Linked DNA regions of Triticum aestivum: region 2 is linked to region 1. Evidence: chromatin contacts called from public Hi-C data. All regions are on one chromosome and are shown on one strand. Each heading gives the region's core, a stretch centred on a gene start, on an enhancer-like site or on the middle of the called end of the contact. The rest is flanking DNA. Distances are from core to core; before and after follow the strand shown.

Region 1 (3,184 bases), core at 190-2,689:
TGATTGTATGAAATTCCAACTGATGGATGACTCTTGGAATGAAATCAAATAATCAAGGAGGCACAACTAAAATTATGGTATCAACTCATTAAATGAAATCACATACATCAACAAGGCGCAACTAAAATTATCGAACACAGGATACAAGAATCAGTAATTAGAAATTTGTTTTATACCATTCCCAACTTGCTCCAATAGGCCAACGAAAAATGTGCCTACTGTTGTAAATATGCCGCGTTTATCCTTTATGTTGGGCTACCCTGATTTCAGACAAACATAACATCAACTGTGATATGGCTATAAGTAAGCAAGCAAGGATTGCATCCATCATCAGCAGCAGATTAATGCAAGTAGCAAAACATCAGCTTAGCTAGTGATAAACCGTCTGCCGCAGAATAACAAGTTGTAACCTTATGTAAGAATTAAGCATTGAATGTTGAAATCCAACGAGACAGCTACAGGAACGCAAAAAGGATTGCACCTTGCAACCACCCATCAAGCTGGAGACGGCTCCTCCGTTCCCTTGTTTTCCCCTCCTCCGCTGTTCTTCGGTGGCTCGCTGCTCACGGCATCAGAAACGAGTGAAATAGGGCGGTGCTCGATGACCTCATCGATGAGCCCCCAGGCGTGCGCCTCCACCGGATCCATAAACATGTCCCTCTCCATACACTCCTCTATGCGGTCGATGGCCTGGCCCGTATGCTTGGCGTAGATCTTGTTGAGGCGGTCGCGCACCTTGAGGATCTCCTTGGCCTGGATCGCAATGTCGGAGGCCTGCCCGGAGGCGCCGCCCGACGGCTGGTGGATCATAACCCGGGCGTTCGGCAGCGCGCGGCGCTCGCCGGGCGCGCCCGCGGCGAGCAGCAGCGAGCCCATGGAGGCGGCCTGGCCGATGCAGAGCGTGGTGACCGGGGAGCGGATGTACTGCATGGTGTCGTAGATCGCGAGGCCCGCGGTGACGACCCCGCCGGGGGAGTTGATGTAGAGGTGGATCGGCTTGGCGGGGTTCTCGGACTCGAGGAAGAGCAGCTGGGCGACGACGAGCGAGGCCGTGTCGTCGGCGATGGGCCCGTGGATGCAGACGATGCGCTCCTTGAGGAGGCGCGAGAAGATGTCGTAGGCGCGCTCCCCGCGGGAGGTGTGCTCGATCACCATGGGGACCAGCCCGTACTCGCGGCGCGGGGCGTGGCCTGCCGCCGGGGAGGGCGAGAAGAAGGCCCGCGGGGCGGCGGCGGAGGCGAGGCGGCGCAGCATGGCGGCGGCGCTAGGGTTTGGGGCCGGGTTTAGGGGATTGGGTCTGGGATTGGGTCCCGGCGCGGCGAGGTGAGACCGAGACGGCGGGGTGGGGAGAGGTGAGGTCGGGGTTAGAGTCAGACGAGTGGGGCCGTGGGGAAGCATGGTGGGGTCGGGAGGGGGTGGGTTCGTGGGGACGCCATTGGTGGGGGTGGCTTGTAGGTGAGAGTGAGGCTACAAAGGCTGCGAGGATGGGGGAGCAACAGGTAGGTAGTGGTGGGTTGCGATGTGTGGGGGAAAGGGTGAGGTTGTTCCTTCTTATCTGTTCAACTTGGGCCGGGCTGAACTCTTATGGACCCTTACCAGAAAGCTTGCGAAGGCGAAAGGAGATGTCTCATTTTTTTTAAGCCAGGATGTGGCGATGCTTAAAAAACTGTGGCTAGCTCTCATCATGAGACCCCCTCAAAAAACAGCTCTCATCATGAGAATTTACCAAGTCTCTTATTATCCGTAGCCTTATTTTGGATGATTTGTCGTTATTTGAGATGAAATAAAGCTAGTCATGATGGCATTTCCTCAAAATAAAAAACAAGTCTCATATGATTCTTAAAAAAACTAAGCCTCGTCTAAATCTTACACTGCTTTTTTAGGAAAAACTCTTACAATTTGTCTAATTCACATCTAGATGTTTTTTAAGGATGTCACATCTAAGCTCCCACAGATATATAATGCAGCAACAAGAAACAAAAAAAACTAGGACAAAAAAATAGACCACAAACAGAGTGGACATCAGCTTAGATGTAAATGTGTCCTAGACAGACCCAAACTCTTACACTACTTGATTTTATGTGAAGATATGTGTGGGTTTTTTCTTTTTTTTAATTGATCAAATAGTATAAGTGTTAGATGTAACTATAGTAATTCGGATGAGAATTAGCAAATTCATTTTCCTTATAGAAAAAAACACCCTATTCGTTGATCTAAAAATAATCCACACAACCACTCTCAACCTTAGAGGCCGCCGCCAAGTTTCTCCCCCACGCTGCCGCATCGGCCTCCCTCCTCTTCCCTGTCTGGTAGCCTCAGAGGTGGCAAGAAAAGTGGGGACTCGTCCGTCTGTTTTATTTTTTTCTCTCCTTATATTTTGTTCCCCAGTGACATCGGCGAGGTAGTGGCGGCGATGACATGTCAATAAGGTCACTTCGATCTCTACTTACCTCGATGATATTCAATCCGGCATCGGCGAAGGGCCTGCGAGAGTTTGTGTTCCTGAATATGTTGGTCTCTTGAGATCTAAGACCTCTTCCAATGCAAAGGTGCTTAGATGAGGTGCTAAGAGCATTAAATACCTTAGCAACTCAACTCCCCAATGCATAGGTGCTTACTTGTTGTTGCTAAGCACACTTTATTTAATGAGTTAGCACCTAAAGTCTTTCATGCATTGGTCAAATTGTTTCATTTAAGCACTTCGCCTAGGTTCTCGCGCCTGGCATTGGTTTTTCCTGGGGTCACCAAAGTACTCTCTCCCCTCCTTAAATGTTGTGCCATGTCATTTTTTTGCTTATGTGGCATGCTTAGCACCTGTCCACGGTGGAGCACTGGGAAGGGCCTTAGCAGTTGGTGTGTCCTTCAAGGAGAGCAATCAGCTGGGCATTGGTGCAAAGACTTCAACATCTTCTTTTGTGTTGTTTTGTGGCATGGTTTGATTTCTCAAACCCTCTGGACCGATGGTAATGGATTGCAAACTTGTTAGGGGGGAGTGATGCTCCAACCTGATGCTTCTTCAGCGACTTCTAGAACTCATCTCAAGGGGCGAGTGATTATTGCACTCTTTAAAGTCTAGTATGGCGAAGATAAGAATCCTCAGATCTAGAGAGTGGGAGGCGAATTTACCAAATTTACGGGTGCAGGGAGGGACAAGAGGCCACGACTGACAGGAGCTAACTTGCGG
Region 2 (2,949 bases), core at 425-2,924, 130 kb after region 1:
GATGCGAGCAAACGATGCCCACTCAACTGACACCACGACGACGGCGATGAAGCTGCGTGTGTTTCCCATGTGTTTGCAGGCATGGAAGCTGGGATCCGGATCGTATATCCCGCTAGGGACCTCCCTCCTGTCTCGACGGCATTTGTTCGTGAATGGCCAGGAGCCGTGGCGGATGCCCCGAAGTGGGCATTGGACAGAGTGGATAAGGGATGCCGTGCCTTCTTCTGGGTAGGCTCGGAGGAAATTCAGGGAGGCCAATGTGCAGTGGCGTGGCGCCGGGTCTGCCGGCCTAAACAGATGGGAGGTCTAGGGGTGGTGGATCTATATAAACATGGAATCGCCCTAAGATTTAGGTGGGAGTGGTTGAAACGCACTGACAGCTCGCGACCTTGGCAGGGGCTCAACTACTGTTCCGACAAACATGTCAGGTTGGCATTCGACAGCCTGGTCAAGTGGGAAGTAGGGGAAGGTTCGACGGCTTTGTTCTGGAGAGATCGCTGGATCAGTGGATCCTGTGTGAAGGAGATCGCTCCGCTACTTGTTGGCAAAGTGCGGCAGCAGGTGGTGAATAGGAGGAAAGTGAAGGACGCCTTGTATCTCCATGCGTGGACGCAAGATATCGTGGGAGAGATGAATACCGAGAAGCTTTCGCAGTTCGTCAGGTTATGGGAGGTGCTGGTAGACATTGAGCTCACGCCTGGTTCGGAGGACACCCCGATCTGGCAATGGGATGTAACTGGCAAGTACTCGGCAAAATCGGCGTACAAGATGATGTGTGAGGGAGGGGTCAGATTTCAATGCGCCTCGGCTGTCTGGCGCAGTTGGGCCATGATGACCTGTAAGCTCTTCATTTGGCTCGCACTCCAGTACAGAGTGTGGACTTCGGACCGCAGACAGAGGCATGGTCTGCAAGATCATAGCTCGGCATGCTTCCTATATGACCAAGAAGAGGACAAAGTGGATCACATACTACTACAGTGTGTATATGCGAGACAAGTGTGGTTTCTGTGCTTCCGAGAGCTGGGCGTGGATGAAGCTTTGATTCCAACCACAGAGTATACACTAGGTGATTGGTGGGTATCCGCTAGAAAGCGCATTGACAAGAGACACCGGAGAGGATTCGACACAATCTGCATTTCAGTCTGCTGGAACATATGGAAGCAGAGAAACGGCAGAGTTTTTCGCAACAGCAACATCGCCAACGAGTGGGGAACGGCCGATATCATCCACCAGGAACTTAGGCCATGGGCATCGGCGAGAGGGAGAGGAGTTCAACATGGTATAGAGTAGTAGCCTAGCGTGTGGAGTGGAGGGGTGGACGTGCATGCCGTGCCGTGTGTGGTAGTGCATTCCGTCGTCTGTATTTCTTGTACATAACTCTTTTTCGTCTATAAAATTTTCTTGTACATAACTTTTTTTCGTCTATAAAGTTAAGGTACGCACTTTGCGTACCCATGAAAAAAAGTGAATGGTCAGGAGCCGGAGCAGAGACGGGCCCCAAAAAAAAAGAGATGTCCTGGTGGATGCAGAGAGAGAGAGAGCGCGCGCGCGAGCCAGATTGACCATATCATCATGCAATCATGGGGGCTTTGAACCTCTTCCCAAACCTGTCGTCGAGCTGGGTCAAGCTCATCCACGGCCAGGCGTGGCGCTTATTGGTCCGGAGAGCGGGGCGTGGCTCAGTCAGCACCGGTCACGTACGTAAACCCACCATGCACCAGCACCACACATCACGGACGCCAGGGAGTTGCAAGAGGATAAGGCAATCGTGTCCCCGTGACTCCATTTCCTACGGTACGCATGCAGCTAGCACAGCCGGCCGAAGCTCTGCTCTCAGCTCGACAGCAATGGCGAGAGCCTGCAAGTGCAGCCCCGCCTTGAGGCTGCTGCCGAACCCGATCACGGCACAGCTCCCGAGCGGCAGGAGCCACGGAAGATGCAGATGCCTTGCCGTTCACGCGCAGCTCCCAGCCGAGGATGCCGATGATTACCCCGCTGAGTCACCCAAAAGGGTCCAGGTTACACAGGTGAATTACTGATCTAGCCAGTGGTAGGATAACTCGCGGGCAGCGGTTTGAATTTGAATGGCGATGAGCTGCTCACCGCATCATCTGCTTCGATCCAGAGCCTCAGGAGGAGCCGCCGGAGGGGAGCCGCCGGGCGGCAGAGCCTGATCTCCGTCGGGACGTCGCGCGGCGGAGGAGATCAGTGGGGCAGCGACTTCGAGCTGACGCTCCGGCAGCTGAGGCTGGACGACCTGATCGAGGACGGGCACAGCGACGCCGACGTCCTGGTGCACCTTCTGGTCCAGCAGGTAACTGAAAGAGGAACTGGCGTCCATCTGAAAAATATTGCACCGAGCAAGTGAGCAGCTGACTGATAGGTGCGAGATCTTCGTCTGCTTTCAGCACACCCAGTTCGGAATGTCGATCAAAGGGCGAGTGGTCACATCGCTCACCAAAATATGTGATTCCTGCTCCGCCCCATACTGCACAAAGGTATATCACACCGCGGATCACCTGGAAAAAATTTCATGTTCTAAGAAAAGATGGCACATTTGGAAACTGTTCAAGTTAACTGAAAACATTGGATCCTGGGACCCCGTTGCAGATTGATGAGCAGTTCGACATTACGGTGCTGTCTTCCTCCAGGAAAGATCAGAGCGGTTTGCCTGAAATCGGAGACAGCGATCCGTCAGTACGTGATATCATTTACCTAGCTTTGATGCTATATATAATTACCCTAACCATTACGACTATTTCTTTTAGAACAGGTCATCTATGTGAAGCCAGGAACAGAAATCGATATCGACTCGTCAATCCAAGAGACGATACGACTAACAGCGTCAGCCAAGGTATGCACTTGCAGCATGTCATGTCGAACTGTCGACACACGACCTCTTACTGATTATTGTCATTCAGAGTTCATGTTCGGAGGCGTGTGAGAAGT

Evidence for each region. A called contact is a pair of places that touch in the nucleus more often than the background predicts.
Region 2: a Hi-C map of leaf shows a contact between it and region 1, with 3 times the contacts expected there. The contact joins the promoter of LOC123049635 here to the promoter of LOC123053949 in region 1. A contact is called at or near these places in 3 of 5 Hi-C or Micro-C datasets (all in leaf).

What each region holds. Positions count from the first base shown.
Region 1 is chr2D:478,940,187-478,943,370 of IWGSC CS RefSeq v2.1, forward strand. It overlaps LOC123053949 (ATP-dependent Clp protease proteolytic subunit), which reads right to left and starts at 1,440. Exons shown (of 1, transcript XM_044477576.1): 1 at 346-1,440. The coding sequence starts at 1,398. The coding sequence ends at 496.
Region 2 is chr2D:479,070,363-479,073,311 of IWGSC CS RefSeq v2.1, forward strand. It overlaps LOC123049635 (large ribosomal RNA subunit accumulation protein YCED homolog 2, chloroplastic), which reads left to right and starts at 1,675. Exons shown (of 7, transcript XM_044472535.1): 1 at 1,675-2,027; 2 at 2,126-2,314; 3 at 2,409-2,498; 4 at 2,611-2,697; 5 at 2,774-2,854; 6 at 2,922-2,949. The coding sequence starts at 1,713.